Linked DNA regions of Mus musculus: all the other regions are linked to region 3. A link is a contact called in public ChIA-PET, HiChIP or PLAC-seq, Micro-C and promoter capture Hi-C data. All regions are on one chromosome and are shown on one strand. Each heading gives the region's core, a stretch centred on a gene start, on an enhancer-like site or on the middle of the called end of the contact. The rest is flanking DNA. Distances are from core to core; before and after follow the strand shown. Region 1 holds the start of Prr3 (proline-rich polypeptide 3). Region 2 holds the start of Ier3 (immediate early response 3). Region 3 holds the start of Trim39 (tripartite motif-containing 39). Region 4 holds the start of Mdc1 (mediator of DNA damage checkpoint 1). Region 5 holds the start of Dhx16 (DEAH (Asp-Glu-Ala-His) box polypeptide 16).

Region 1 (5,428 bases), core at 1,014-3,513, 290 kb before region 3:
CTCCTGCCTCACCCTTCAAAATTGTAGACATGTGCTACCAGGCTTGGCTTATTTTTAGTTTTGTAACAAAGCTCCATACTATACATAGTAGTTATGTGGTTCCATGTCTATCTAGTTAGCAGTGTTATCTGATTAGTATAAGTCTGTGTTATTGATTTAGTTCATTCATAAATACTTCCTTTATGATTAACATATGTGTGTGTGCTTTTTGTCTGTGTGTGCCAGGGGCTGAAAGGTCTCACTGAACCTGGAACACTCTGATTCAACTACACTTGCTAGCCAGCAAGTCCTAGAGTCTGTCTACCTCTGCCTTATCACTGTTGGGCCCAGGTTTTTGCTTTTTACATGGTTGCTAAGATCTGAAATCAGGACTTCATGCTTTTGAAGTAAATACTTCATCAACTGGACCACCTCCCACAGTACCACTCCTCCTGTTCTTCCTCATTTTACTTTTAGATTTTGTTTTGTTTGTTTTTTTTTCAAGACAGGGTTTCTCTGTATAGCCCGGACTAGGCTGGCCTTGAACTCAGAAATTCGCCTGCCTCTGCCTCCCAAGTGCTGGGATCAAAGACGTGCACCACCACAGCCTGGCTACTTTTAAATTTTATAGACAGTGTCTTATATAGGCCAGGGTAACACTGAACTCTGAGCTTTCCTGCTGCCAGTATGCCTGGTCTGTGTGCTGTTTACAAACGCTTACCTACTCTAAGACCATGAGACATGGTTAACTTTTTATAAGAATGTTTATTTTACAATCTGCTTAGAATTGGTGTTTTTATTTGGTACGACTATTACAAAGTCAAAGTTCATAGTTTTACACACAAAAAAAGTCCAATTGAGACAACTTTGTTTACTGACAGAACCACTTCGTTGATTTCATCTTTACACAGAATTCTGTGTTCATATATCTACAGGCCTCCGATTGCACTCAGATAGGGTCTCATGTAGCCTAGGCTAGCCGGTCTCAAATTTGCTATTGCAGGAGAGGCTGGCCAGGAACTCCTGATCCTTCCACATGTTAAGAACTTATGTTGACATTCTGTGAAAACCACAATGTCATAGCTACTGCAGCTTTTCACTAAATCTTGCTATGCCCTCTCACTTTGGTCTTGGTAGTGTCCCATTTAGAGCCTCTATAATGGAGAACATTTATTTCTACACACAAATAAAGACAGACCTAGGAGTTAATCTGGAAGGAAAGTAACATTTTGACAACACCGTATTTCCAAACGGTTAATATATGATCCCTCATTTAGGTACACACAATCCCTGGGCTTTTGTTTAAGTCTTTAGGGGTCCATCCCTTCTCCAGGGCTTAAAACATGAATCAGGGCCCAATTTCTCCTCACCTGACTTGGGATCACCAGGCTTCCCGTTAGCCATGGGGGGAGGGCCCAGAAGGCTGGGTGGTCCTAAGAGCAGACGTGAGAAAACAGCCATCAGAACGGTGCAAAGGACTGATCACCTCGTCCTTACGTGGTCTTATAACACTCAGTTTTTAACCAGGTAAGTCATATATCCACTCAGCAGTGCCGCAAACTCTCACCCCGTCCATCTGCCCGTCCCTCTGCAGAGTTGTTTGAGAGTCCATCAGAGGGTAACAGAGGTCTCTAACAGCTCTTTCCTCACAGTGCTGCATCCACAACATGCCAGTGATTCCACGTACCCCAATCCCTCACCTTAACTGTTGGCCCATCATAGTTTTTTTCTCCTCTCCTTCCCTCGGGGGAGTAGTTCACAGAAGGTTGACCTAACCAGTGGAAGTGTGGTCACAAATTGTCTTCCCGATCATCACAATCTGTAACATCGCTGCCACCCCTCTCCCCCCGCCATTCTGCGGTTGCGCAAGCCAGATGTTTAGCCGAGCCGCCACCTCCCCTGCCTTCTCCAGAAAGGATTAGGAGCCAGATTGAGGTTGAGGGTTCAAGCAAGCGAAGCCCTCAATCCAGGTTCCACCAGCATCCCTCCCCCACCACGTCCCACCCCACCTCCACGCGTGCGCCCTTCCTCCTTCCGTTGGCACCTCCTCCCCCGCATTTCATTCTATCCTAGCCCCCTGGCCGGCTGACAGGCGTGTGCACGCCCTGCCCCTCACCCATGGGGCGCTCATCCTCCTCATCTCCAGGCTCGTCCCGCTCAGACAGTGCGAGATGTTGCTGCTGCTGCGGCAGCGGCGGCGGCTGGTCCTGCTTCTTTCGTTTCGGCATAGCGGCTGCGGCAATGGCTGCAGCAAGATTTGGAGGGCAGTGAGGAAGGGGCACACTAGCTTTCCTTCCGCTTCCGGGTGGGCGATGGGCCGGGTGACCGAGGCGCCCACCATGCCACTTCCGGGAGGTCGTGGATGTGCCGCGGCCGTTCGCTCCTACAAGGTGCCTCGCTCACCCCGCCGCGCGCGTGGGGAAGCTTTGCTCCCCCTTGTGCAGTTCCTCTCCACGTGGGAAAGCACCACCCCATTCCAGTGAGACACCGGACAGGCTTCGGGACTCTGGCGGCACGCGAGAGGCCTGTCGCATCCTAAGGTCGCCACATCCGGGCCCCAGTTACCATGGCAACAACTACAGCCACAACTCCGTGCTCTCTGACCTCTCTCCAAAAGTCCTTGTCCCGCTCGCTTTTCCTCCTCACCCGCGCTCGCACGTGTGGCCAGTGAACCTGCCTCTTCCGCAATCTCCTTACCGAGTCCTGTTGCCGCAGGCCAGTCCACGGGGCAGCCAGTCCACCGGGCAGCCAGCGCAGTCCCGGCTCTCCCGCCAGGGGCCATCCTCTCCAGGCGGCCGCGCGGTGGGGCGTGTCCTCGCCCCGTCGCCCGGCCCCCGCCAGGTGAGTGGCAGCTCCCGGGAGCGCCGGGCGGCGGTGACACGCGTCCCCCCTCCCGCGACTGCCACTTGGTAGCGCCCGTGACGGAGTCGGCTCGGGCCTCCCACGCGCGTCTCCCGCTCGCCGCACCGTGCATCCCGGACCCGCGGACTCTCACGTGCCGCCGCTTGCATCCCCGCCGCCCCGCTCCCCGCTCCCCGCCGCTCGCTGCTGACGTCACCGCGGCCCCGCCTCCCCAGGGCCCCGGGCCGCCGGCGGGGGCTGCCCCGGGGAGTCAGTTGCGGCGGCGGGGAGCTCGGCGGAGGGCGGGCCGGGGCTCCGGGGCCATGCCGAGGAAGAAGCCCTTCAGCGTGAAGCAGAAGAAGAAGCAGCTGCAGGACAAGCGGGAGCGGAAGCGAGGTCAGGGAGGGGGCGGGGCCGCTGCGCAGCTCTGGAGGAGGGCTGTGCCGCGGCACCGCGGGCGGGGGGTGGGTGGGTGGGCTCTCGCGATCCCGCGTGGGCTGCCACGGTGGGGGTTTCCCGCAGCGGCGGGACGGGGAGGGGTGGAGGGTGGGGGATGGGAAACTCTGCTTCTGCTTCTGCTGCTGCTGCCACAGGGCGCTGTGACGACCTCCAGGCCCATCCGGGACGGGGTTGGGGCGCGCGGTTGGGAAGATGGAGCCTCTGGAGAAGTTGGGTCGGCTGAAGAAGAGCTTGTCCTACCGGCTCGGGGGGCTTTAGGTCCCCTAAGAACCGGTCTACACCGGCGTCACCGGCCCCTCCCCTCAGGGCTCCAAGATGGGCTGCGCTCCAGTTCCAACAGCCGCAGCGGTAGCCGGGAGCGGCGGGAGGAGCAGACGGACACGTCGGATGGGGAATCCGTGACCCATCATATCCGCAGGCTCAACCAGCAACCTTCCCAGGGCCTGGGGCCCAGAGGCTACGACCCCAACCGGTAAGCCAAGGAGAAGGGCGCTGGCCGCAGTTTCCCCGCCCTCACCCTTAGGAAAAGCTTCCGATGAAGGATTGAAAGTGGAACTAGTGAGGCTGGAAGCCAAGGAAGGTGGTTCTCCCTGGATGGGCCACAATCTTTCTTGCCTTCCAATGGGGACTGTCAAGAGTTTGTTTAGAGGAGACTTGAACAACCAGGAGAGGAACCTTTGCAGTTTTGTGGTCAGAAGAGGAGATTGTTTGTCACAGGACTCCACTAGATGTGTGGTCCCTTTCCCCTTAGATACCGGCTGCATTTTGAACGGGACAGCCGGGAGGAGGTGGAGAGGAGAAAGAGAGCGGCCAGAGAGCAAGTGTTGCAGCCGGTCAGTGCTGAAGTGTTAGAGTTGGATATCCGGGAAGTGTATCAGCCTGGCTCAGGTGAGTGGGGGCTACTTGTGTATGCCATCAGCCTGGGGAACTTGCTGGCCAGAGAAGGGGTCCAGAAAAAGTCCTCATGCTTATCCGGTCTCTTTCCTTGTTTCCCAGTCCTGGACTTTCCCCGGCGGCCTCCTTGGAGTTATGAGATGTCCAAGGAACAGCTAATGAGCCAGGAGGAGCGGAGCTTCCAGGAATACCTTGGGAAGATACACGGGGCATACACTTCAGAGAAACTCAGCTACTTTGAGCACAATCTGGAGGTGATGGTGGCGTGTTTACTGAGTCGACATACTGTGATCTTAGTGTCCTGGTTCAGGCAGCAGCCAAACTGAAGACAGTCTCTCTTCTGATCTTTTCAGACATGGAGGCAGCTGTGGCGGGTGTTAGAGATGTCTGACATCGTCCTGCTCATTACTGACATCCGACATCCGGTGAGGACTTTGAAAGGTTTGCAAGGGGGAAAGGGGATGATTCTAGTATGAGAGTGTTCTGAGGCAGGAATTGGAAGGCAGAGAGATCTTTGTTTGTTTGTTTGGTTGGCTTTCAAGACAGGGTTTCTCTGTATAGCCCTGGCTGTCCATACTGGTCTACAAAAGTGAGTTCCAGGATCTACAAGGAGATCCACCTGCCTCTGCCTCCCGAGTGCTGGGATTAAAGGCGTGCGCCACCACGCCCGGCCAGAGAGCTCTTTTTACACCTTTTGGTGGGTGTGTGTGAAAGGCTCTGATTTGCAGGTGCTTGCCATCCCACTTGTAGACGGTATGCTTGGAATTGGGAAGCCACAGAGGTCAACCTTGGTGTTCCTCAGGCAATGGCACCATTTGCATTTCCTTTTGTTTTGCTCTGCTCTGCCACCGAGGATGAAGCCCTGGGCCTTGCATCTTGCTCGTACTAGGCCTGAGCTTTTTACCACTGAGTCGCACCCCAGCCTCAGGAGCTGAACTTTTTATTCATCTCTGATCCTTGTCACATGCACATATGATGTACACAGCCATACACACCTAACACAGACATGTACACGCGTGCATAGAGCTGTGTACTTCTTACCTGGTCCCTGTCCCTGTTCCTGACTGTCATCACCTCAGTGCACTCAGATATTGTCAGACTTGCCTCCATTTCTCTCATCATGACCTGCAGGAAGCTCCCTGAGGCCTGCCCAGGTTGTTATTAATACCTGCTTTGCCTTCCCTGCTTGGTGCGGCTGGGTTAACTGTTTTCACCACAGAATCTACTTCTGCCAGAGCTGTGCCTGGTGACAGGG
Region 2 (5,411 bases), core at 66-2,565, 450 kb before region 3:
TTTTTTTTTCTTTTTTTTCTTTTTTAGTTTTTCGAGACAGGGTTTCTCTGTATAGCCCTGGCTGTCCTGGAACTCACTCTGTAGACCAGGCTGGCCTCAAACTCAGAAATCCACCTGCCTCTGCCTCACAAGTGCTGGGATTAAAGGCATGCACCACCACGCCCAGCGATATGTCTCATTTTTACTTTATGCATATGAGTCTTTTGTCTTTGAGTATGTATGTGTACCACATGCATGTAGATGCCTACAGAGATCAAAAAGGGAAAAGGGCATCAGATCTCCTGGGACTGGATGCGAGATGCCACTTGAGTTCTGGAAACTGATTCCAGGTCCTCTGCAAAAGCAGCAGTGTTCTTAAGAACTGTGCCACCAGTGTCTCCCCCCCCCCCCCTTCTATGTTATGGTTTTGGTTTGTTTGTTTGTTTGTCGTTTGAAACTGGAGCTTGCTTTGCTGTGTCTTCCTGCCTCCGCTTGGCAGGCTGGGAAGAGGGCTGAAGTTTCATGTTGTGATGGGTAGTTTCCACCACACTTTCACTCGGACTGTTAGAGGTGCTCAGAAATGTTGACTTCTGTGTTCAGGGAAAGCGGTCTCTCAAGCATTACGGGGATCCCGTGGGTTCCTAATGGTGCTATTGACGACGGGCACAAAGTCTCATAATTTTAGAAACTTCACTTATTTTGTGACCCACCTAGTATGGGGCAAAGGCAGGAGCTTCGGACTTCCTGTCTTCCCTCTATCCCTTTGAATAGCGTCTCGGGAGTGTCCCTAAGTAACCATTGCAGTTTTGTGTCCGTGTGCTCTGTTGAAATCTCTGTGATGTGTGTATGGTTTTCACGTGAACGGAGGCAGGCAGAGCCCGGTCTGTGGGTTCTAGTGTGTTCTTTATCTTCTTGGAAGTTTGTGCAATGACTTCCCTCCTGTTTCCTGCGCATACCTCCAAGTAAGTACGTGAATGTGTTTTCTGTGGTCCCTTGATCTTGCTGGACTTCACTAAGGAGGGTGGCTGGACCATCTGCTACGTGTCTGAGAGCCCCTCTCTAGCTACCTCATGTCCGGACGTGAGCTTACTCCCAATGTTTTTACCCACAAGCATTCACTACTCCCAGGAAAGAACGTGCACTGGGGCACCTAGAGAATAACCAATCAAGGCTCCGCCTACATTTTGCTTCCTCCTTGGAATTTCCAGCCCCTTGCAGCCAACTGCTCCCCAGCTGCGAAGGGCGGAGTTCCCCCCGGCCCGGCCCCTTCTTTGGCTCTATAAGTAGCTCTGCTTTGCGGGGGATTTGCACTCCTCTACACTCTCTGCACAACGTCTAAATTATGTGCCACTCGCGCAACCATCTCCACACCATGACTGGCCTGAGGGCCCCTTCTCCAGCTCCCTCCACCGGCCCGGAACTCCGGCGGGGCTCTGGTCCCGAAATTTTCACCTTCGACCCTCTCCCGGAGCGGGCCGTGGTGTCCACCGCGCGTTTGAACACTTCTCGCGGGCACCGAAAACGCAGCCGAAGGGTGCTCTACCCTCGAGTGGTGAGTATCGCCCGAGTGGGCATCAGGAGGTCGCGTCGCCCTGGAACTTGTAGGTAACAACTAGGCGCAGGGACCTTCGATCTGACGTTTCCCTCTTTTATCTGCTCAGGTCCGGCGCCAGCTACCAACCGAGGAACCCAACATTGCCAAGAGGGTCCTCTTTCTCCTGTTCGCCATCATCTTCTGCCAGATTTTGATGGCTGAAGAGGGTGTGTCGCAGCCCCTGGCTCCGGAGGATGCTACCAGCGCCGTGACACCTGAGCCCATTTCTGCGCCCATTACTGCGCCCCCGGTCCTCGAGCCTTTGAACCTGACCTCGGAGTCCTCGGACTATGCGCTGGATCTTAAAGCTTTTCTCCAGCAACATCCGGCGGCCTTCTAAACGCGATGGGTCACAGTCCGAAGAAACAAAGGCACCATGGATGGGTACCTGGTGCGAGAGAACGTATCCCAAACTGGGATTTCTAAGGCAACGCTAACTCAGAACACTACCGCCAAGAGACACCGCGGGTCCTGGCTAGGCCCACTGGGGACGGACAGAGACTTTCTCCGTGTCTAATTAATATTTATGTATTTATGTATATCCTCCTAGGTGAAGGAGGGGTGTATGTAATATTTATTCTAACTTATGCAGGGGTGCGAGATATGCCTCCCTGCTGTAACACAGATATTTATTACGATTTATAGGGTCGGTAAGACAGAGTTGTGGGAGGGAGGACCCGGGTGGTAGGACTCCCAGCTTGGGGATTAGTCTGGGGGGGGTGTAATAAGATTAGGGGTAACACTCCGTCTTCCAGCACTTCAACTCTGTAGTCTGTTGTAAGGCTTTGGAAGACCCTTGGGAATCCGGCCTTTGATGTCTTCTGGTTGCTTCTCAGGGGCAGCTGCAGGAGTCTTGGGTCCATGGATTGTCAGAGGGCGGCTGTCTGGGGTCGCCTAGTATGTATGTTCTGTGAACACGAATAAACTTGATTTGCCTGTCATTATTATCTGCAGTTCTCGAAGTGTATCATTCAAGCGGGGGGGAGGGGGGAGTGGCGGGAGGATGTGACTAGGTGCCCAGTCCTCACCCTTTCTTGGGTCCTGAACTCTTTCTTGGAGTTACAGACCTATATCCGGTCACCGGATGCAGTCATACATTGCTGGGTGTGCGGTTTTCCCAGTTAGAGAGTGGTGTGGCAACCTGCTTACTCATGGCAGGCGGCGGGTATTCAGGAACCAGAGTGGAAGGGCGTGGCCTCGGTTGGGGGCGGAGCTTCCACGCCAATGCTTCGAGCGGGGGGGGGGGGGGGTTGGTTGTTGGTGGGGGGGAGAATGTCTGGCATCCCCCTGGGCTGCCGAGAACTGTAGTGCTGCGGACCCGAGCGGAGCCTGCCGGGAAAGGGGCGGACCGAGGGGTTGGGAGGGGGCGGGGTCGCGTCTGTTGCTGCAACAGGGTGCGGCCGGGTGGGGGGCGCAAGTGCAGCTTCCACTAAGCCGGGTGTCCGAGCAGTCCCCACCCCGTTCTGGGGTTCTGCGGGCCTCCGCGCTTCTCAAGACCCCGGTGGGGTTGCTTACGGGGACGTTCCGGAAGGTGAGTGGGGATGGGAGGCGGAGCCTTGGGCTACTGAAGAGCCTGGAGGCTGCGGAACTGCTGCAGACCCCTGGGCGCGGGAGAGCTTTGTGTGGTAGAGGGGCTAGGGGGCGCGGTGAGAGGAAGACTGTGAGAATCAACTGGCACAGAGGAAGAAGTCCGGGGGGGGGGTGTCTTAGGACTGTCACAGGGGCGCTCAAGGGACTGGGCGGTGGCAGAGGCAGTTGGTGCTCCTGATAGGAGGGTAAGGAGGTGCCACAGGGCCCCTTCCCCTTTGCAAAGGCTTCCTCTCTATTCCTCTCCAGCTGCAGCTTCAACCATGTTTTTCACTTGTGGCCCAAATGAGGCCATGGTGGTCTCCGGTAAGTCTCCTCCCAGCCAGTGACACCCACCCCACGCCCTCCCTTAAACCTGACCTATGCCCCCTCCTGTCCGCACCAGCTTCCCAGCCCTTACGTTCTGCCTGCGACGGCCACAAACCACCTGTGATTCCCAGCCTCCAAAGCATAGAATTCTCCCCACCCCCACCCCCACCCCAGCATCCAGATTCTCCTCATGGGCGTTCCACCTTTTACCCCAATGGTCTTCAGCTTTGCCACGGTCACATTATGCCCCCACAATACAGGGTTCTGCAGGAGCCCCCCAGTCATGGTGGCCGGAGGCCGAGTGTTTGTCCTACCCTGCATTCAGCAAATCCAGAGGTAGGTAGCAACAGAACCCAGGAAGGGAACCCATTTTCCTCTCTCTCTCTCTTACTGTCTGCTCCTTTTCCCCTAGGATCTCTCTCAACACACTGACCCTCAATGTCAAGAGTGAAAAGGTTTATACCCGCCACGGGGTCCCCATCTCAGTCACGGGCATTGCCCAGGTGAGGCTCTCAGAGCCTTCCTCCCAAAGCCCACCCCCACCTTTCTCCTGGCCATTAAGCACCTCTGGCCGTGGACTTCTCAACTCTGTCTTTCCGCTGGTCTCACCTTCAGCCGCCGCCCCCAAGACCCCTAGCTCTTGCTCCTCCTCTCCTTGCTTCCACCATCATACCCTTTCTATCTCTACTACGGCCGCAGGTGAAAATCCAGGGCCAGAACAAGGAGATGCTGGCAGCTGCCTGCCAGATGTTCCTGGGGAAGACAGAGGCGGAGATTGCCCACATTGCCCTGGAGACACTGGAAGGCCACCAGAGGGCAATCATGGCCCACATGACTGTGGAGGTAGGGCCAGGGGACAGGAGAAAACCTGGGTGGCATGTCAGGATGAGAAGACCATGACAGACCAGCTCACCTGTGACAGGTGATGAATCTGACTGCCCTCTTCCTACTGTTCTTTCTCTGTAGGAGATCTATAAGGATAGACAGAAATTCTCAGAGCAGGTTTTCAAAGTGGCCTCCTCCGACCTGGTCAACATGGGTATCAGCGTGGTTAGCTACACTTTGAAGGATATTCATGATGACCAGGTAAAAATAGTCGGTCGAGGCAGACTTGATAGCTGGCACCTATAATCCCAACACTGGGGTGGGGGCGGGGTGGGGGCCTAAAGCAGGAGGTCATCTGGGCTACATATGAATTCCATTCCAGCCTGGGCTACATAATGAGTTCCGGACTAGCCCTGGCTATGAGATGAGATCCTGTCTCAAAACAAAACAGCCTGATGTGGTGGTGCAGGCCTTTAATCCCAGCACTCAGGAGGCAGAGGCAGGTGGGTCTCTGTGAGTTGGAGCTCAGTCTGGTCTACAAGGCAAGTATGAGAGAGACCTGTATAATAAACCTTATCTCAAAGAACAGAATGTGATTAGTGATAGAGCAGTGACCTAGCCTAGTGTGCTGGGGGCCCCCCGGCTCCATCCTACACCACAAGACAAACAAAAGCCAAGGCAGTTGATCCTTCCTGATCCCATCTCAAACCCTCCTGAGACTGATTTCCCTCTCGCACAGGATTACTTACACTCGTTAGGAAAGGCTCGCACGGCACAAGTCCAAAAAGATGCTCGGATTGGCGAAGCAGAGGCCAAGAGAGATGCCGGGATACGGGTGAGGGAGATGGGGCTGCTCGGTCACCACTGGCTTGCTAGATTCTCAGGGGACAAGGGCACAGGGTGGTTGGAAGGTCCAGCTGAGTGTGGTGGGCCAAGCCGTTGTGGGGGGGGGGGGTCCTGGCAAAGAGCAAGCATGGGGTGGCTATAGAGAGTCTGACAGAGAGCAGGCCCTTACCCTTTGGCCTTCCTCACTAACCCTGACCTAGGAGGCTAAGGCCAAGCAGGAGAAGGTATCTGCACAGTGCCTCAGTGAAATAGAGATGGCCAAGGCACAGAG
Region 3 (5,708 bases), core at 973-3,472:
AGTGTGTGTGACCTCTCCCCATCACTGTTATTATTATTTTATTATTATTTTGAGTCAGCAAATATCAGCAGTGCCCAGAATTTCTTTACCTCTGCTTTTTCAATACCAGCAATGAAAAGGAGCCTGATATGGCGACTGAAACCCATTTCCCTAGCCATTTTTGAGGTCAAGGTAGGGGGACTGTCATTAGCTGAAGGCCAACGTAGGCTACACAATGAGTTCTAGGTTAGCTTGAATTACACAGATCTTATTTCTACAGGGAGGGAACCATGGGAAATGAGATATGTCACATAAGCCAAAGTATTAAGATTTTAGCTGGGCATGGTGGCTCACTGTGAGGCAGGAGGATCAATACAAGAATAAGGCTAGCCTGGGCTGTAGAGTAAGATTTGTAAAACAAATAATATATCTACATATCTATTAAAACTGACTATCAGCCCTAGAACTCATTACTACTTTAAAGAACTTCATATATAATTACTGCATCGATTTCAAAGAACCCCAAGCTACTTCTTCTAACGTCATAGGAAGTTTATTGTTTTAGAGTCTAGCCTTGATTGTCTGCTGTTCCTCTTAATGAGTTACACTACAGTAACACACTGTTTCAGGGAAAGCATGACATGGTTCTTCCTTTCCCCAAACTAGCCCAAAGGAAGAACGCTCTCTTCTTGAAGATGCTCCTGTCACTCACCGCATTTCTATTTGTGTGCAGCTGGGATGGCTGCAAAGCAACAAATACATATCAGCTCTAAGGAAGCACCATTGAGTGCATTGAGGGCAGCAGCTTCTTGGAGAGAGAGCTGGCAAGTACATTCTAAACATTCAGTGGTGACTGCAGTCTTTCAACGTCACTACTGATAACTAACTCCTTAGATAGTCAGTGATTAGGAAGGAAATTAGCCAGGTATGGTTAATACTAGGTAGGTAGCGCATGTACCGAGGAGGCAAAGGCAGGAGCCTCAGGAACTCGAGGCCAGCCTAAATTAAATATAACCAATAAATAGTTATTGGTCTCAATAAATGAATAAGTGTATGGAAAGAGACAACCAAAGCTCTCCATTCTTAAGATGTCAATACATAAGTAAGCTAATTTATCTGGTCCCATAACCCCCTACTTTCCTTCTGTCCCAAAAGGGGCCCCCCAAAAAGGAAGGAAATTTGATAGGTCTACCCATCGACAGAAAAGTGCCCATGTAATGAATTGGGGCAACAATGATTATTTCTGTATACTGGTGGTACAAATGGAAGGATTTTAAGTAGGAGTTGGTAACTTATCCTCTTTTAATGGAGAAAAGAATTGATCCAGATAAGTACAGTTGGATGATTTCTTTCTTCTCTGCCCATTAGAATCCAGTTTTGACTAGTGACTTAGCCTCCTCCTCCTCAATCCTACAGATAAGTGGCATCCTCACCTAAAACTGAACCATATTCACACTTGAGAGACCTGCATGTATCTAATTAGCAAATAGATGGTATGAGAGAGAAACGGGCTCAAGGATAGTGAAGAACGGAGAGGATTTGGAGCTGGGGGTGGTGTGGTGGTGGTGTAGAGGGCAGCCATAATATGGCCTTGTGCTCCTCTGGCTTGATCCTTCCTCCCACTCTCCATTACTCGATCTCAGTGTAAGTAATCGCGTCAGAGACGTCCACGTTTTGCCTTTAATCACTATTGGGTACCACCTCAGGAGCCTCTTTCAAGCACTGGCCACAACTCTGTCCCACCCGTTCTCCATCTTCTCCAGCCATATCGGGAGCATGAGGACCAGAGTGAGGGAGCATACGTCGTGCTTGGCAGGGAGGAACGGATGCGTGTCTAAGTGAGGGAGAGGTGTGACGTGAAGGTGGGATGCCCGCTGCCATGTCGCAGCCCAGACCCGCGATGACTGCGTCAGTTTCACCCGGGGAGACCAAAGGCAGCGGGACAGGGGAACGGCGGGGTAGCCAAGCAACGCCGGACGCGCTGACGTCGCCGGGGCGGCAAACGTCCTCCGGGCCCGAGGCGGGCGGAGGCAGCTGTGGTTGCGCGCCGGCCGGCTGACGTACTCGCCGGGCGTAGGGCCGCGGCGAGAGGAGCCCGCTCGCTGGAGCCGGCTGCGGGACCCTTGTGGCGGCGGCGCAGCACCTACCTTCCCGGCTCCGGGTCCCGGAGTGCCGGGCGCGGAGCCGCCGGAGCACTGCCTCCCTCCTTCCTCCTCCCCTCACCCCCGCCCCGCGGCGCGACACACAATACTCGCCGGAAGCGGAAGCCGCGCTGCGGCGATGGAAGACAGCTGCGCGGCGCCGAGCCGCCGTGCCAGGGCCTAGTCGGGCCCGCGGCGGGTGGCGGGCGGAGAGCCGGAGGCGAGGGCCTGCGCGGCTAGTTTACCGGGCGAGAGGGAACCCGCCGCTTCCCGTGGCTGAGGTGCTGGCGCCCAGGTGACCAGAGCGGTCCCCCGGAGACTGAGGGCCGCGCATGCGCGTGGCGAGACGCCGAACCCCATGGCGGGCAGCGCGCCGTGGCTGGGCTGGCAGAGCTGCGCGGTCAGCGAGCCCGCAGAGGCTCAAGCTGGTCCTCGGTGGGGCTGGGAACCGCAGAGGCCTGGGCGGCTACGGGTTGTGGGCGTTGGGCCACACTTTCCCGGTCTCCGGGTCAATTCTGGGGGAGGGTTGCTGTTTAAGGCGGCGGTGTATTACGTGGCCGACCTGAGAGTCTATGCTGGCACGTCACTTCCGACTGGCTGAGGTTTGGCAATTTAACCGGCAAGCTGTAGTAGGTGAGTTATCTTGGCTGCAGACCGAGGTGCGTCTTTTCCCCTCCTCCGGTTGGGTGATGTATTAGCCAGGGGTTCTCTAGAGCTACAGAACCTAGTGAATGTTTCTCTCTCTATAATTAATCGTGATGACTTACAGGCTAACCCAACAATGGGCAGCTGTGGATGGGAAGTCCAAGAATCTAGTAGTTGCGCAGTCCCACGTGGCTAGTTCTTTCAGCTGGTCTTCTGTAGAAGTAGGTTCCGACAGATGTGCTGGCAAGTAAGTGCAAGCCCGTGAAGAAGAGAATCTTCCTTCTTCCTATGTCCTTATGTAGACTTCCAGCAGAAGGCGTGGCCCAGATTAAGGTGTGCACCACCTTGTTTGGATTTGGGACTTGCTTTCTCCCGGGCTGACTTTGAACTCAGAGAACTCCTTGCCCCAGTCTGGGATTGAAGTCGTGTACTGCCTTGCCTGGTCCTAAACTTAATGGCCACTGTACCTCAAGATCTCCATGTCAAGATCCAGGTCAGAAACTTGTGTCTTCCAGCCTCAAGATCTGGATCACAGGTGAGCCCTCCAATTCTGGGTTGTAATTCCTTCCAGATAGTCAAGTTGACCACCAGGAGTAGCCACCACAGCTGACATTAGCGAAACGCTTTCCCTGGCTGGAGCTGGAGTGTAGAAAACCGGTCTAGTTCGGTGCTTTGCTGCCCCTGCATCTAGGATGCCAGGAGGACCAAATCCTGTGCTCAGGAAACACTGGGTGGGAACCAAAGCCTGCTTCTTTCTCTTTGAAGACCTTGCTTAAGTTTCTCTGGGAGAGCAGATGGAGCTTATGGATAGACTCCAGACTTGCACATTGGCCTCCTTGTTGTGTTTTATAAAAAGATAAGGAGAGAAGGAGTGTGTTTGGTGGAGGTGTAGTCAGGTGTGGGAGGAGGGGTGCCTCTGCAGGCCCATGCTGCCGCATCCCTCCCCCCTGAGGGACCAGCCACACGATGACGATGGCATAGTATAGAATAGAGTTTATTCAGGGAATGGGGAGGGGATTTGAGAGGGTAGTAGAGACGGAGAAAGGTGGGGGGGGGGGGGGAGAAGAGAGCAGAGAAGAGAAGAAAGAGAAGTAGAGGCCAGCCGTGAGTGCCATGAGCACGTGGGGAGAGAGGAGGAGGCGAGTGGTGAGAGAGGGGGAAGAGGCAGGACAGGACAGAGTAAGAGCAAGAAGGCAAGAGAGGTAACTGGGGCAGAGCCTAGACAAAATGCTAACGCTTGTTGTTTTTGGAAGTGTCATAAACCTGTCATGGTGAAGATTTTTGTGGAGGGGATGAGTTGATGTGGAGGGATCGTCTGCTGGTACAGATGTAATGGACTCAGGAGGAGTCAGTGCTAGGATGCACATTGACACTACTGGATGCATAGGTAGCTTGTCCCTCTGTTGTGAGACAGACCTTTTCTGGGGAGATAAACACGTGTCTGCTCATCTCAACAAACTGACACGGACCAAAGTATGCGTACCACTGAAGTCCGATGTGGTGAAGCATGAGTTTTACTGGGGTTATTTAGAGGAATATGGGTGAGGAGTTACTTACAGGAACAGAAATAACTCAAAGACAACACGGTGTCACCAAAGTCCACCCCCGTGTAGTTGACAGCTCACATAGCTGGAAACCTGGAGCACACTGCACAGATGAAGAGGCTGAGGGTCTCTTTCCGGCTAGTGTGCGCATCTTCCAGGCTGCTTGTTCTTATTTCTTCCAGTCGTCATCTGCTTCTGCTGGGCTCACCTGAGAGTGGCTCTCGGCAGTGTCTACTGTTAATGCCCTCGGGAGGAAGGGATTTTGGACTTCTGAAGCTGTCAGGAGTTGTTTCTTAAGGTGCTTCCCTGTAGCACTTCACTTCTCTTTAGAATGTCTTGTTGCTTTACATCTCTGTAAACCCCTTGTTTTAGGAAGTTTCCCTCCATGATGCAAGGTTTTAATCTCAGAGGAAGCCACTACAAAACACTCTCTCTCCTTCCTGCAACAGTTGGCATTCAACATATTTGCGTGTATTTGAATGCGTGCCCTCCTTTCAGAGGAAGTGGTCCTTCTTCTGTTTTAGTTCTTCACAAACACGGTGCAGTTCTGGCTCCTTTGAGGTAGCATTTTATGTAGTCAAGGCTCACTAGGAAGCTCGATCCTTCTGCTTCACCTCAGTACTAGAGAATTACAGGTGTTGACTACTACACCTGAGATGCATATTTAACCCCTCATACTTAAAGAGTTCAAAACTGTTTTAATGTCAGAAAACAGGCAGTGTCTGAGGTCAAAGATTTAGGACCACAAATGTCAAATACAACAAATTGACTTTAAAAAAATTGTCTTTACTGTTGTTTTTTGTTCTGTTGTTTTGTTGTTTTTGCTCTGCTTTCATTGTAGCCAGTGATTTTAAGAGTAAATTTGATAGATATCAATTTTTCCTCCACTTCATTTTGTCATATTTGCCCATAGGGATTATAAACTGCAGCAGTTGCTACAGTTAATAAACACCTTATTTAAAACAGAGTAGCATGAAACTAGTCTTTTATCACTGTCCCTTAAAAATATCCCAGTGTGGCCTTTCCCATTGTATACCTTTCTGTTAGGAGGACTTGTCCCCTCCCCTTTTAATCTTGTATCTTTGAGAATTTTCTATCATCTGCCCCCTGTCCCTATCTTTCTTTTGAGTGTCCTTTGAAGTGTTTGGAGGAAAAGGCAAATAGGTTTGAATTACCATTGTGTCTGGGGTTCCCAGAAGTTCTTACTGTACGTAATGTAGCAGTTCATAAATACATAATAAGTAACACTCCAATCAACTCAACATGTTCCCTGTTGCACCGTGGGCCCTCCCACGAGTGATGCTCACACCTGGTCCCTAGGAGCTCTTTTTCTGCCTTGGGAAGTTGGGTGGTGGGGATTTCAGTCTACTTGGACAGCTCTCTGAAAGGTTAAAGAGTT
Region 4 (5,160 bases), core at 909-3,408, 430 kb before region 3:
GGATTTGGGCCTTTCAGACGACGCTGAAGACATTCTGGTCATCCTGTCAGGACAGGCTGTAGGGTGGACAGACTAAGAGAATGTCAGTCTTTAGACAGTGCCTCCCTCTCTCAGACACTTGCTTGAAGCAAGGGGATTTGTTTGTTTTTCCAGTTAAATGATTTTATTCATTAGGTGAGTCTGTGGCAATGTGCTGGAACTGAGCAGGAAGAAGGGAGTTGATTGAATGGGCTCAAGTTAGAGGCCTTAATGTTCTCTTTCCAGGGTTTCGAAAATTACTAAGTATCCTCAAAGCTTTAAAGGGATACAAAATGATTAATTAGAGCAAGAGTGGTTCACATGATTAGTCCCCGAATTCTGACTAGAAGGCAAGGGAAGTTCAAGGTCAACACCGGCTACCTAGAGGCTACCTAGACAGCTTGAGGTACAAGCTTTAGCTTCAGTCTCTAAATGAACAAATAGAAAGGAAAAATTAGATTGTGCCTGCCCAAACTCCCAAGAAATACGGATATTGAGACAGAAGGATCATTGCACTTTGGAGGCTAACCTAGTCTACAAAATGAGAGCCTGTCTTGGAAACACAACATACGTGGGGCTAGAGAGATGGCTCAGCAATTAAGAGAATTTGCCCTTCTCAGAACAGGTTCAATTTCTGTCACCCATAGTAGTAGTACACAGACATACATGCAAGCAAACTACCAATACACATAAAAACCTCTTTTAAAAAGAGAAACAACAACAACAAAGGGAAGGGTCTAGTAAGCAGTATCTAGAATGTAAGCAGTATCTAGAATGTAGTAAGCAGTATCTAGAATATAATCGTGTTGTACCAGTGAAAGGAAGGAGGATCCCTGTGAGTTCAAGGCTGACCTGCTAAGTTAGTTAGTTCGAGGTTAGCGGAGGCACATAGTGAGACCCTTCTTTGGCTTAAAGAAAATGAATCAAAGACATGCAATCAACATACAGCTCAAGTCATCTTTTAAATAAAAGAACATTTAACCGGGTAGTGGTGGTGTACACCTTTAATCCCAGCACTTGGGAGGCAGAGGCAGGCAGATTTCTGAGTTCGAGGCCAGCCTGGTCTACATAGTGAGTTCCAGGACAGCCAGGGCTACACAGAGAAACCCTGTCTCGAAAAACAAAAAACCAAAACAACAACAACAACAACAAAGAACATTTAAGTTACATCAATACTCCTTTATTCATTAAAAATATTTCAATTTTGGTTATGCCAACAATGAAAGCGATTATTGATTATTTCGTGCTACTTGAATTTGTCTCATTTACTTTAGGAACACGGATAAGTCATCCAACTTAAAGCTTCAAACGTCTGGCGATTTATTATGGACATATTGAAAAAACCAACGGGAAAGAACTATACAAGCCACTTTCCTGGAATACCTTCATGTTTTATTATAATGAAATAAATTATTTTATTATACTTTTCTCCTCTTTTGAAAGACGACGACAGACTTTGAGGTTTTAGCAAAACAGCTTGCTGTATTTAGGATCTTCCATTTAGGAAGATGACCTCAAAATGTCCGTCATTGGCCAGGCGTGGTGGCACACGCCTTTAATTCCAGCACTCGGGAGGCAGTGGCAGGCGGATTTCTGAGTTCGAGGCCAGCCTGGTCTACAAAGTGAGTTCCAGGACAGCCAGGGCTATACAGAGAAACCCTGTCTCGAAAAACCAAAAAAAAAAAAAAAAAAAAAAAGTCCGTCATTTTATACATTAATACGTACATACATAGATGTGGAAGAAAAGCAAGTAAACAGTCCAAATCAAACGGAAATAAAATCCCTCTGCAATAGGGAGTTCTAAAGTGCCACGCCTACAGGGTGTTTTCCAATCTGCAGCCTCCAGCCACGACTGCTGCCTGCAACCCCCCATTTCTCGTGAGTCAGCTGGCGCCATTTCTGGGATGACCGAGAAGGGCGCTCTGGCCTTGGAATGACTTCTATGATAGAGCCCTTCTAGCCGCCGCCGGTAACTGGCGCCAGACTCTCTGGTAGGCGTTTGGAAATCTGCGCGGGAAGTAGTCCGTGGATGACGTAGCGACGGAGGGTTGGCCTAGGGCACTACCCAATCACGGTGCGGGATTCTCAGGCCACACCCTCCTGATTAGCGTTTTCTTCAGCCTGTTTCCCGCCGGTAGCCGCACATTTGAGCTGTGAGGAGGTGAGGCAGGGGCGGGGCTTCCGACTTGAATCAATCGGCGCGCTTCCAGCAGTAAAAGACAGTTCCAGGAGCCAATCAGCCCACCGACTCTCTTCCGGGATTCGCACTCCCGCCACCTGGTAGCGGCCGTTACTGGTGGCGCGCGCGCGCGGATTCAGTCGGTGAGTTCGGCAGCCCGCGCCCGGGTTACCATCTTTGATTCCTCCTGAGGGCGGGAGGGGCGTGCCCTAGGTGTCACTGGGCTGAGGTAATTTGGGTTGCGGTTTTAGGTTTTTTTATGCTAATCCTTGCTTGGCGCCCTGGCCCGGGTGTAGGTTTGGTGACACGGAAACCTTAGGCCACGAGGGAACGAACTCCAGCGTAGGTACCAAAGATGGTTGCCCTTCACTTGGAGCAAAGGGTCGTAGGCGTCTGCTGGGTTGGCAGGACGGAGTTTACTTCTTGGGGTACACTACTTTTCCTTTCAGCGTTTTCCCCGTGTGTGACATCTTTATAGGTAAAATCCACCCATGCAGTTTTGAATTTCTGTCTCTAGTTTGTCTGTTAGTAACGCCGGCTATGTAGTTACCATGAGAGCAGGATTCATTTTGAGGATGCATGCCCAAATACTGACCGGTACCAGGTGTGCATAATTCCTGCAGAGTAAATAGGACGGACCCGAGTAGGGGAGGTGGGGATGTAGATACAGTTCCACCCGTACTGATCTGGAAAGAGATGTCAAAGACAGAAAGGGGGCCGGGCGGGCGTGGTGGGGCACGCCTTTAATCCCAGCTCTGGGGATGCAGAGGCAGGCAGATTTCTGAGTTGGAGGCCAGCCTGGTGGTCTACAGAGTGAGTTCCAGGACAACCAGGGCTACACAGAGAAACCCTGTCTCGAAAACAAGCAAACAAAGACAGAAAGGGTCTTGCCAAGGAGCTACTTTAATTCTGTGAACTTAGCAGCCACGAGAAAACGCTAGGAGTGATTTAGAGACGGTCCTTAACCCATCTATGTTGACGTTTCTCATCTGGGAAAAAAAAAAAAAAAAGAACAACCATACTTTTACAGGGTTCTTCTCAAGAACAAATGAATCAGTCAACCTAATGTGTTAAAACTGTTTAACATATAAACCCCTCTTTATATGTTAGCTTCTCTGGTTCTTTGCACTTCAAGCTGAAGTATGCTGATGAGAGTGTATAAACTGGGGGCTTTGTGACTCATTTCTATTTACATGCTGTGTTATTCTGAGCAAATCAATTTTTGGAGTTATTACTTCCCTGTCTCGTTTGGCTATTATGCCTGATACAACACAATACTCAATAGAGGATTATGAAATCAATTAGGGAGTGGTAGATGGGCTTTTAAAAACTAGAACATGTACAAGACCCTAAGTTTGATCATCACTAGTTTTCCTGTGTGTGTGTAATATCTGACCCATCAGATCCCATTACGCATGTCTGTGAACCGTGTAGTTGCTAGGAATTGAACTCAAAACCTCTGGAAGAGTAATCAGTGCTCTTAACAGATGAGCCATCTTTCCAGGCCCAGAAACAGTATATTTCACATACCATTGTTTCTCAAAGCCCATACCCTCACACAGGTGAGTGCGTGGCTCCAAGGAGGGTGTCAGATACCCTGGAATTTGAATTACAAACTGTTGTGAACCAGTGTGGGTTCTGAGAACTGAACCTAGGTATTCTAGAAGAGCATGCAGTGCTTTTAACCACTGAGCCACCTTGCTGGTTTTTGTTGTTGTTGTTTTTTAAAGGGGTCTTACTGTGTTGTCCATGCTAACTTGGAAGTCTTGGACTCAAGCAATTACATTGTTTCAGCTGCCCTCAGCTGGAACTGTGGGTATACACCACCTCAGTCCAGCTTACCATGTTTTTTTATGCTTTAAACGAAGTACCCATCTGTGGGCTGAGGCTATAGTTTGGTGGTAGAGCATTTGTTTTGGTGTGGGAGGCTCTAGATTCAGTCTGTAGTATCTAAAAACAAACAAATCCCATAAAGTATCCCTTTCTATATAATGGTATACTTTGTGTCATGGCCAGAAGTATAAATATGTACGTGTTCCGTTTTGGATGGCAAGGTCTCACTGTAGCCAAGGCTGGTTTCTACATTTTTTAAAAAAGATTTATTTTATGTATATGTGTACACCACTGCTCTTTTCAGACACACCAGAAGAGGGCACCAGATCCCATTGCAGATGGTTGCGAGCCACCATGTAGTTGTTGGGAATTGAACTCATGACCTCTGGAAGAGCAGTCAGTGCTCTTAACCACTAAGCCATCTTTCCAGCCTCCCCCCCACCCCACCCCCTTTTGAATCCATGATCTAGCTACTTCTGGCTAGCCTGGAACTTGCTATATAGACCAAGTAGACATCTGCCTACCTCTGTCTTCTCATTGCTATAATCAAAGCTGTACATCACCATGCCTGGTAAGGTCTCTAGTTCTTTTTTTTTTTTTTTGGTTTTCTGAGACAGGGTTTCTCTGTGTAGCCCTGGCTGTCCTGGAACTCACTCTGTAGACCAGGCTGGCCTCGAACTCAGAAATCCGCCTGCCTCTGCCTCCCGAGTGCTGGGATTAAAGGCGTGCACCACCACGCCCGGCTTCTCTAGTTCTTAATTTTTCTGCTTCATCTCAGATGCAGGGATTATAGATATATGCCAACATGCTTTTATCAAATAGATTTTTTTTTCCTTATTGGTAGTACTAAGAATTGAACACTTGGCCTCACATAGGCTAAGCAAACATTCTATTTCTGGCATACTCTCCCACCCCTGAATATTGTTACATGCTTTAGAATAACTGATAGGAAATCATCACCTCATGGTTGTTCACATCTTTAATCCCAGCACTTGGGAAGCAGAGGCAAGGGGATCTCTGAGTTTGAGGCCAGCCTGGTCTGATTATGTGTTTCCTTTACAGATCATGGAAAGCACCCAGGTGATTGACTGGGATGCTGAAGAAGAGGAAGAGACAGAACTATCCAGTGG
Region 5 (5,256 bases), core at 2,045-4,544, 390 kb before region 3:
CTGCCTATGTTTTCTAAGTGCAGGAATTAAAAATTTACACCACCACATCTGGCTTTTTTTTTTTAAGGTCTTTTAAAAAACAGGACAGTGTCTGAAGAGATGGTTCAGCAGTTAAGAGCACTTGTTCTTGCTGAGGCTCAAATTCCACTCCCAGCATGCACACAAACATAAAATATGTGAATATATAAAAATCATATCATGTATATGATATATATTGATATGTGCGATATATCAACAATAGCAAAACATGCCAATACCAAACCAACAGGAGAAGTAGTCTCCACATGTCCTTTTAAGTTTCTCATTTTTTAAGATTTATTTATTTTTTATTTTATTTTATTTTATTTTGGTTTTCAAGACAGGGTTTCTCTGTGTAGCCCTGGCTGTCTTGGAACTCACTTTGTAGACCAGGCTGGCCTCGAACTCAGAAATCCGCCTGCCTCTGCCTCCCCAGTGCTGGGATTAAAGGCGTGCGCCACCACGCCCGGCTGTGGTCAGTGCTCTTTTTTTTTTTTTTTTAAAGATTTATTTATTTATTATGTCTAAGTACACTGTAGCTGTCTTCAGACACACCAGAGAGGCCGTCAGATCTCATTACAGATGGTTGTGAGCCACCATGTGGTTGCTGGGATTTGAACTCGGGACCTTTGGAAGAGCAGTCAGTGCTCTTAACCACTGAGCCATCCCTCCGGTCCCTTTTGGGACCTCTTGCTTGGGATTGTTTGGCCTCAATTACCCAAACAGGAATGACTTCAAGCATGTACTGTCCTGTCCACTTAGGTGCCTGAACCTGAGCAGATATAACTTATGCCGTATGTCATCCAATAGAAATACCAACAGCAGAGACGAGAATATCCAAGTTATACTTTATTCACAGAGCTTGCATCTGACCAGGCAGTGGATCCTAAAATAACTGCTTTCCATCTTCTCTCCTGCCACAGGCTTTATAGGAAGCAGAGAAAAGGAAACAAAAACCATCCATTATTCCAGAACTCAAGTTCTGTCGCTGGTCAGGTGGTCAGTCACATTTCTGAGATCTGAGACATCCATGCCTGTCCACTTTCTGAAGCTCAGAGAACTGAGTTAGTGTTTGTTGGAATCTTCTCCTGCAGTGTCATCTCATCTGTGTTGGGGAGGGGTTAGCTCACAACAAACCATTAGCAGTAGGTATGTGCCAAGCTGTTAGCAACACATACCTGGATTGCTTTTTAAAATGTGGAGTGTTTTGTTTTGACTTTATCCATTCTACTCGCTCCCCATCAGTAGGAAATAAAATCTACTTAAATTGCCTATTATTATTATTATTATTGTTATTATTATTTTGGTTTTTTGAGACAGGGTCTCTCTGTATAGCCCTGGCTGTCCTGGAACTCACTCTGTAGACCAGGCTGGCCTCGAACTCAGAAATCTGCCTGCCTCTGCCTCCCAAGTGTTGGTTAAAGGCATGTGCCACCACTGCCCGGCTTTTTTTTTTTAAGATTTATTTATTTTATGTAAGCACACTGTAGCTCTCTTCAGACACTCCAAAAGAGGGCATCAGATCTCCTTACTGATGGCTGTGAGTCACCATGTGATTGCTGGGATTTGAACTCAGGACCTTCGGAAGAATAGTTGGTTGAGCCATCTCTCCAGTTTGCCTCTCATTATTTTTGATTGTACATAAATTACACATTTCAGTCAAGTGTGATAGTACATGTCTATAATCCCCACACTTGGGAAGTAGGAACAACAGGATCAAGAGTCTAAGGTTGCTGGGCGGTGGTGTCGCTCACCTTTAATCCCAGCGCTTGGGAGGCAGAGGCAGAAGGATTTCTGAATTCGAGGCCAGCCTGGTCTACAGAGTGAGTTCCAGGACAGCCAGGGCTATACAGAGAGACCCTGTCTCAAAAAAACAAAACAAAAAACAAACAAACAAAAAGAGTTCAAGGTTGCGGGGGTGGGGGGTGGGGGGTAGGGAGGATACTGGGGTGGGGAGGTGCCCTCTCAGAGGAGAAGGGGAATAGGGGGAGAAACTCTTTCAGGGGGGACCAGGAGGGGGCAGCTTTGAGGATGTAAGTAATTAAGTGCGTAAGTAAATAAATAAATAAATAAGAGTTCAAAGTTATCTTTAGCTATGTAGTACATACAAGGCCAGCTAATTGTACATGAGTCCCGTGTTTTTTTGTTTTTTGTTTTTGTTTTTTAAATGGTGAACTGGAGAGCTGGCTTCTCAATTAAGAACACTTAGGTTTAACTCCCAGCACTCACGTGATGTCTCAAAAACACCCCTAACTACATTTTCAGGAGATCCAATGCCCTCCTCCAGATTCTGAGTGGTATACATACTTGCAAGTAAAATGCCTACACACACACACACACACACACACACACACACACACACACACCCAATAGAGGGGCTGGAGAGATGATTCAGTGGTTAAGAGCACTTGCTGCTCTCAGAAGACTGGTGTTTGGTTCCCAGCACCTATATCAGGCAGGTCCCAACCACCAGTAACTCCAAGTTCAGAGAGACACAATATCTCTGACCTAAAAGGGCACACACACACACACACACACACACACCACACACACACACACACATACTGTGCAGATAAATTCATGCAGGCAAACCCACATGCACATTAAATAAATAAATATTAAAATCTTATGATACCCAAACTCCCACCTAAATGTATTTATTATGTACCTTTAGTTTTTGTTGTTTTAATTTTTAATATTTTAAGTTAGGCCGGGCGTGGTGGTGCACGCCTTTAATCCCAGCACTCGGGAGGCAGAGGCAGGCAGATTTCCGAGTTCGAGGCCAGCCTGGTCTACAAAGTGAGTTCCAAGACAGAGAAACCCTGTCTCGAAAAACCAAAAAAAAAAAATTTATTTTTAAAAAAATTAGGTGTATGTGTGTTTGTGTATGAGCACGTGCACACAAGTGCAGGTGTCAGAAGAGACCAGAGGTGGTAGATCCTCCTGGATCTGGAGATATACGTGGTTGTTGGTGAGGGATGTGGGTGCACCGAATCGAACTCGACTTCGCTGAGCCGTCTCTCCAGCCCTTTGTTATATATCTTGTTTTCCTAACCCTGATTTGTACGTCTTTTATTTATCCCAGCTGTGGGAACTAGTTAGTCATCACTGACAGCTTGTATTGATAGAGAACTGCACCCGCGCACAGATCATTAGGGGGCGACGGAGAGCTTGGACGAGGCTGTGCATGAAAGCCTCTTGCACTTAGCGTCGGGAAAGAGGCTGCGCGATTTGAACCCGCCCAGCCACCGTCGATCCCTGGCCGGAAGAGCGCGACTCTTTCCGGGTTTCGCGGTCTGTGGAATTGGAGTCTCTACGGCAGCCGGAGCGAGGCGGTAGTACCGCAGGCTCTGTCCCCGCCGCAGTCCTGGCCGTTCCGCGGTTGCGCGCCCGGAGCAGGACGCGTCGCCATGGCGACGCCGGCGGGGCTGGAGCGGTGGGTGCAGGAGGAGCTGCACTCGGTGCTGGGGCTGAGCGAGCGGCACGTCGCGCAGTTCCTGATCGGCACCGCACAGCGCTGCGCCTCCGCCGAGGAGTTCGTGCAGCGCCTGCGGGACACCGACACCCTGGACCTCGGGGGGCCGGCGCGGGACTTCGCCCTGAAGCTCTGGAGCAAGGTGTGTGCCGCCGGGGCAGGCCACTCACAGCCGAATTGGCTCGTACGCAGTGTGGCTGTCTATTCTGTGATAGCCTGCAACTTTCAATATAGTACACAGGCTGGCTTAGAACTTGCAGCGAGCCTCCCTGGTAGTGGGGTGACAGAGAGACCTTTCATTCTTGGTTCCGCCCACCATTTAATTTTTTTCCTCTGTTATCTAGATATCATGCTAGGTGTTGGGTGTATACAGGTCTGTGGAGAAGACTCGAGATGGGGCTCTACATACATGTTTAAGCTAGAGCCATTGTTAGTTACAGCACATACCCCAGGCCTAAGGATGTAGCTCAGTTGGTAGAATGTTTGTCTAGCATACAGTAAGCCTTGGATTCAATCCCCAGCCCTGGGAAAGAGTCACTGAGAACAGAGCTAGGAGAATTAGCATTTAGGAAATAGGATCGAGGCTGGGGAGGGATGGCTTAGCAGTTAAGACCCCTTGTGCATCTGGAAGACTTGAGTTCAGTTCTCAGCAACCAGGCCTAGTGGCACACAACCATCTGTAATTCCAGCTCCAAGGAGATCGGAGGGCTTCTGGCCTTTGCCAGGTACCCCATACACATAAATAAATGAAAAATAAATCATGAAAAGAAAATGGGTTTTAGAACATAAACTACTTAAGCTCAGAACCAATACTTTAAAAAAAAAATTCTATCGTGGGGCAAGAAGAGATGGCTCAGGGATTAAGACCACTTGCTGTTCCTCTAGAGGAACCAGGTTCAATTTCTAGAACCCACGTGGCAACTCACAACTGTAACTCCAGTTCTATGAGATTCAGCACCCTCACACACAGCTCACGTTGCAGGCAGAACACCAGTGCACATAAAAATAAAAGTAAGTCATTAAAGTTAGGAAGAAGTTTTAGTTCGTGCATATGCCCGTGTGAGGCTGTGAGCGTACAACCTGTGAGAGCTGGTTCTTTGCCTCCACCACGGGATGGCTTTCAGTAATCATTTGCTCAGTGGATTCCTAGAAGGACGTTCAGAAGCTGCGGAGCCCTGTTGAGCTATGACCGTAGAACAAGACCACGAAGAAGAGAAAGATGGAGACAGGCTTTAGATATAGTAACCGGTTCGTAGGCAAATGAGGGTACTGAGGTCAGGAGCTGTCATATCTACCGGCAGGTGCCACGGAAGGCTGTGGTGGAAAAGCCAGCTCGGGCAGCTGAGCGAGAGGCCCGAGCCCTGCTAGAGAAAAACCGTTCTTATAAGTTGTTGGAAGACAGCGAGAGCGGCGAGGAGGCAGTGGGTAGTAACGGGAGCAGCCTCCAGAAGAAGCGGAAGAGACGGAAACACCTCAGGAAGAAACACCAGGAGGACGAGGAGGACGAGGAGGAAGAGGTTTCCGAGTCAGGGAAGAGGAAGGCAGGGTAAGTCAGAAGGAAGGAGAGGGATTGGAGCAGGCTGTCGGCTGTGGGGATGCTAAGCTTTCTCAGTACCCCCGTTTGATACACTGGGCTGGGTTTGCTGGGTTCAGGGGGAGTAAATCACCCACGGAGGAGAAGCCAGCCTCAGAGGATGAATGGGAAAGGACGGAGCGTGAGCGTCTCCAGGACTTGGAAGAACGGGATGCCTTTGCAGAGCGGG

What was found. Promoter capture Hi-C pulls out the DNA fragments that hold promoters and counts their contacts. Hi-C and Micro-C count contacts between places; a contact is called where the count stands out from the background. ChIA-PET counts read pairs in DNA pulled down with a chosen protein or histone mark. HiChIP or PLAC-seq counts read pairs in DNA pulled down with a chosen protein or histone mark.
Region 1: a contact with region 3 is called in a Micro-C map of embryonic stem cells, with 4 times the contacts expected there. The contact joins the promoter of Prr3 here to the promoter of Trim39 in region 3. A contact is called at or near these places in 8 of 39 promoter capture datasets (the C10 cell line, cranial neural crest, embryonic stem cells and 5 more), 9 of 484 Hi-C or Micro-C datasets (CD4 T cells, CD8 T cells, the HL-1 cell line and 4 more), 4 of 115 datasets of contacts at active chromatin or transcription factors (cardiomyocytes, double positive thymocytes, embryonic stem cells and 1 more) and 3 of 9 other capture datasets (adipose tissue, liver and pancreatic islet).
Region 2: a promoter capture Hi-C map of embryonic stem cells shows a contact between it and region 3, with 3 times the contacts expected there. The contact joins the promoter of Ier3 here to the promoter of Trim39 in region 3. A contact is called at or near these places in 2 of 39 promoter capture datasets (embryonic stem cells and pre-B cells), 3 of 484 Hi-C or Micro-C datasets (embryonic stem cells and rod photoreceptor), 2 of 115 datasets of contacts at active chromatin or transcription factors (embryonic stem cells and pancreatic cancer cells) and 1 of 9 other capture datasets (adipose tissue).
Region 4: a contact with region 3 is called in an RNA polymerase II ChIA-PET map of memory CD8 T cells, with 22 read pairs. The contact joins the promoter of Mdc1 here to the promoter of Trim39 in region 3. A contact is called at or near these places in 1 of 39 promoter capture datasets (pre-B cells), 2 of 484 Hi-C or Micro-C datasets (both in embryonic stem cells) and 2 of 115 datasets of contacts at active chromatin or transcription factors (embryonic stem cells and memory CD8 T cells).
Region 5: an H3K27ac HiChIP or PLAC-seq map of double positive thymocytes shows a contact between it and region 3, with 6 times the contacts expected there. The contact joins the promoter of Dhx16 here to the promoter of Trim39 in region 3. A contact is called at or near these places in 1 of 39 promoter capture datasets (pre-B cells) and 1 of 115 datasets of contacts at active chromatin or transcription factors (double positive thymocytes).

Annotation. Positions count from the first base shown.
Region 1 is chr17:35,977,032-35,982,459 of GRCm38.p6, forward strand. It overlaps Prr3 (proline-rich polypeptide 3), which reads right to left and starts at 2,264. Exons shown (of 4, transcript NM_145487.4): 1 at 2,096-2,264; 2 at 1,350-1,412. The coding sequence starts at 2,207. It overlaps Gnl1 (guanine nucleotide binding protein-like 1), which reads left to right and starts at 2,924. Exons shown (of 12, transcript NM_008136.2): 1 at 2,924-3,216; 2 at 3,586-3,751; 3 at 4,031-4,167; 4 at 4,276-4,427; 5 at 4,527-4,598. The coding sequence starts at 3,144.
Region 2 is chr17:35,820,398-35,825,808 of GRCm38.p6, forward strand. Ier3 (immediate early response 3) reads left to right here and starts at 1,316. Exons shown (of 2, transcript NM_133662.2): 1 at 1,316-1,531; 2 at 1,641-2,514. The coding sequence starts at 1,322. The coding sequence ends at 1,913. Flot1 (flotillin 1) reads left to right here and starts at 2,960. Exons shown (of 13, transcript NM_008027.2): 1 at 2,960-3,104; 2 at 3,410-3,466; 3 at 3,730-3,805; 4 at 3,882-3,972; 5 at 4,169-4,312; 6 at 4,436-4,555; 7 at 5,034-5,129; 8 at 5,341-5,411. The coding sequence starts at 3,424.
Region 3 is chr17:36,269,211-36,274,918 of GRCm38.p6, forward strand. It overlaps Trim39 (tripartite motif-containing 39), which reads right to left and starts at 2,223. Exons shown (of 7, transcript NM_178281.1): 1 at 2,127-2,223.
Region 4 is chr17:35,839,340-35,844,499 of GRCm38.p6, forward strand. Mdc1 (mediator of DNA damage checkpoint 1) reads left to right here and starts at 2,159. Exons shown (of 16, transcript NM_001010833.2): 1 at 2,159-2,340; 2 at 5,093-5,160. The coding sequence starts at 5,096.
Region 5 is chr17:35,876,484-35,881,739 of GRCm38.p6, forward strand. Dhx16 (DEAH (Asp-Glu-Ala-His) box polypeptide 16) reads left to right here and starts at 3,295. Exons shown (of 20, transcript NM_026987.2): 1 at 3,295-3,635; 2 at 4,795-5,039; 3 at 5,147-5,256. The coding sequence starts at 3,429.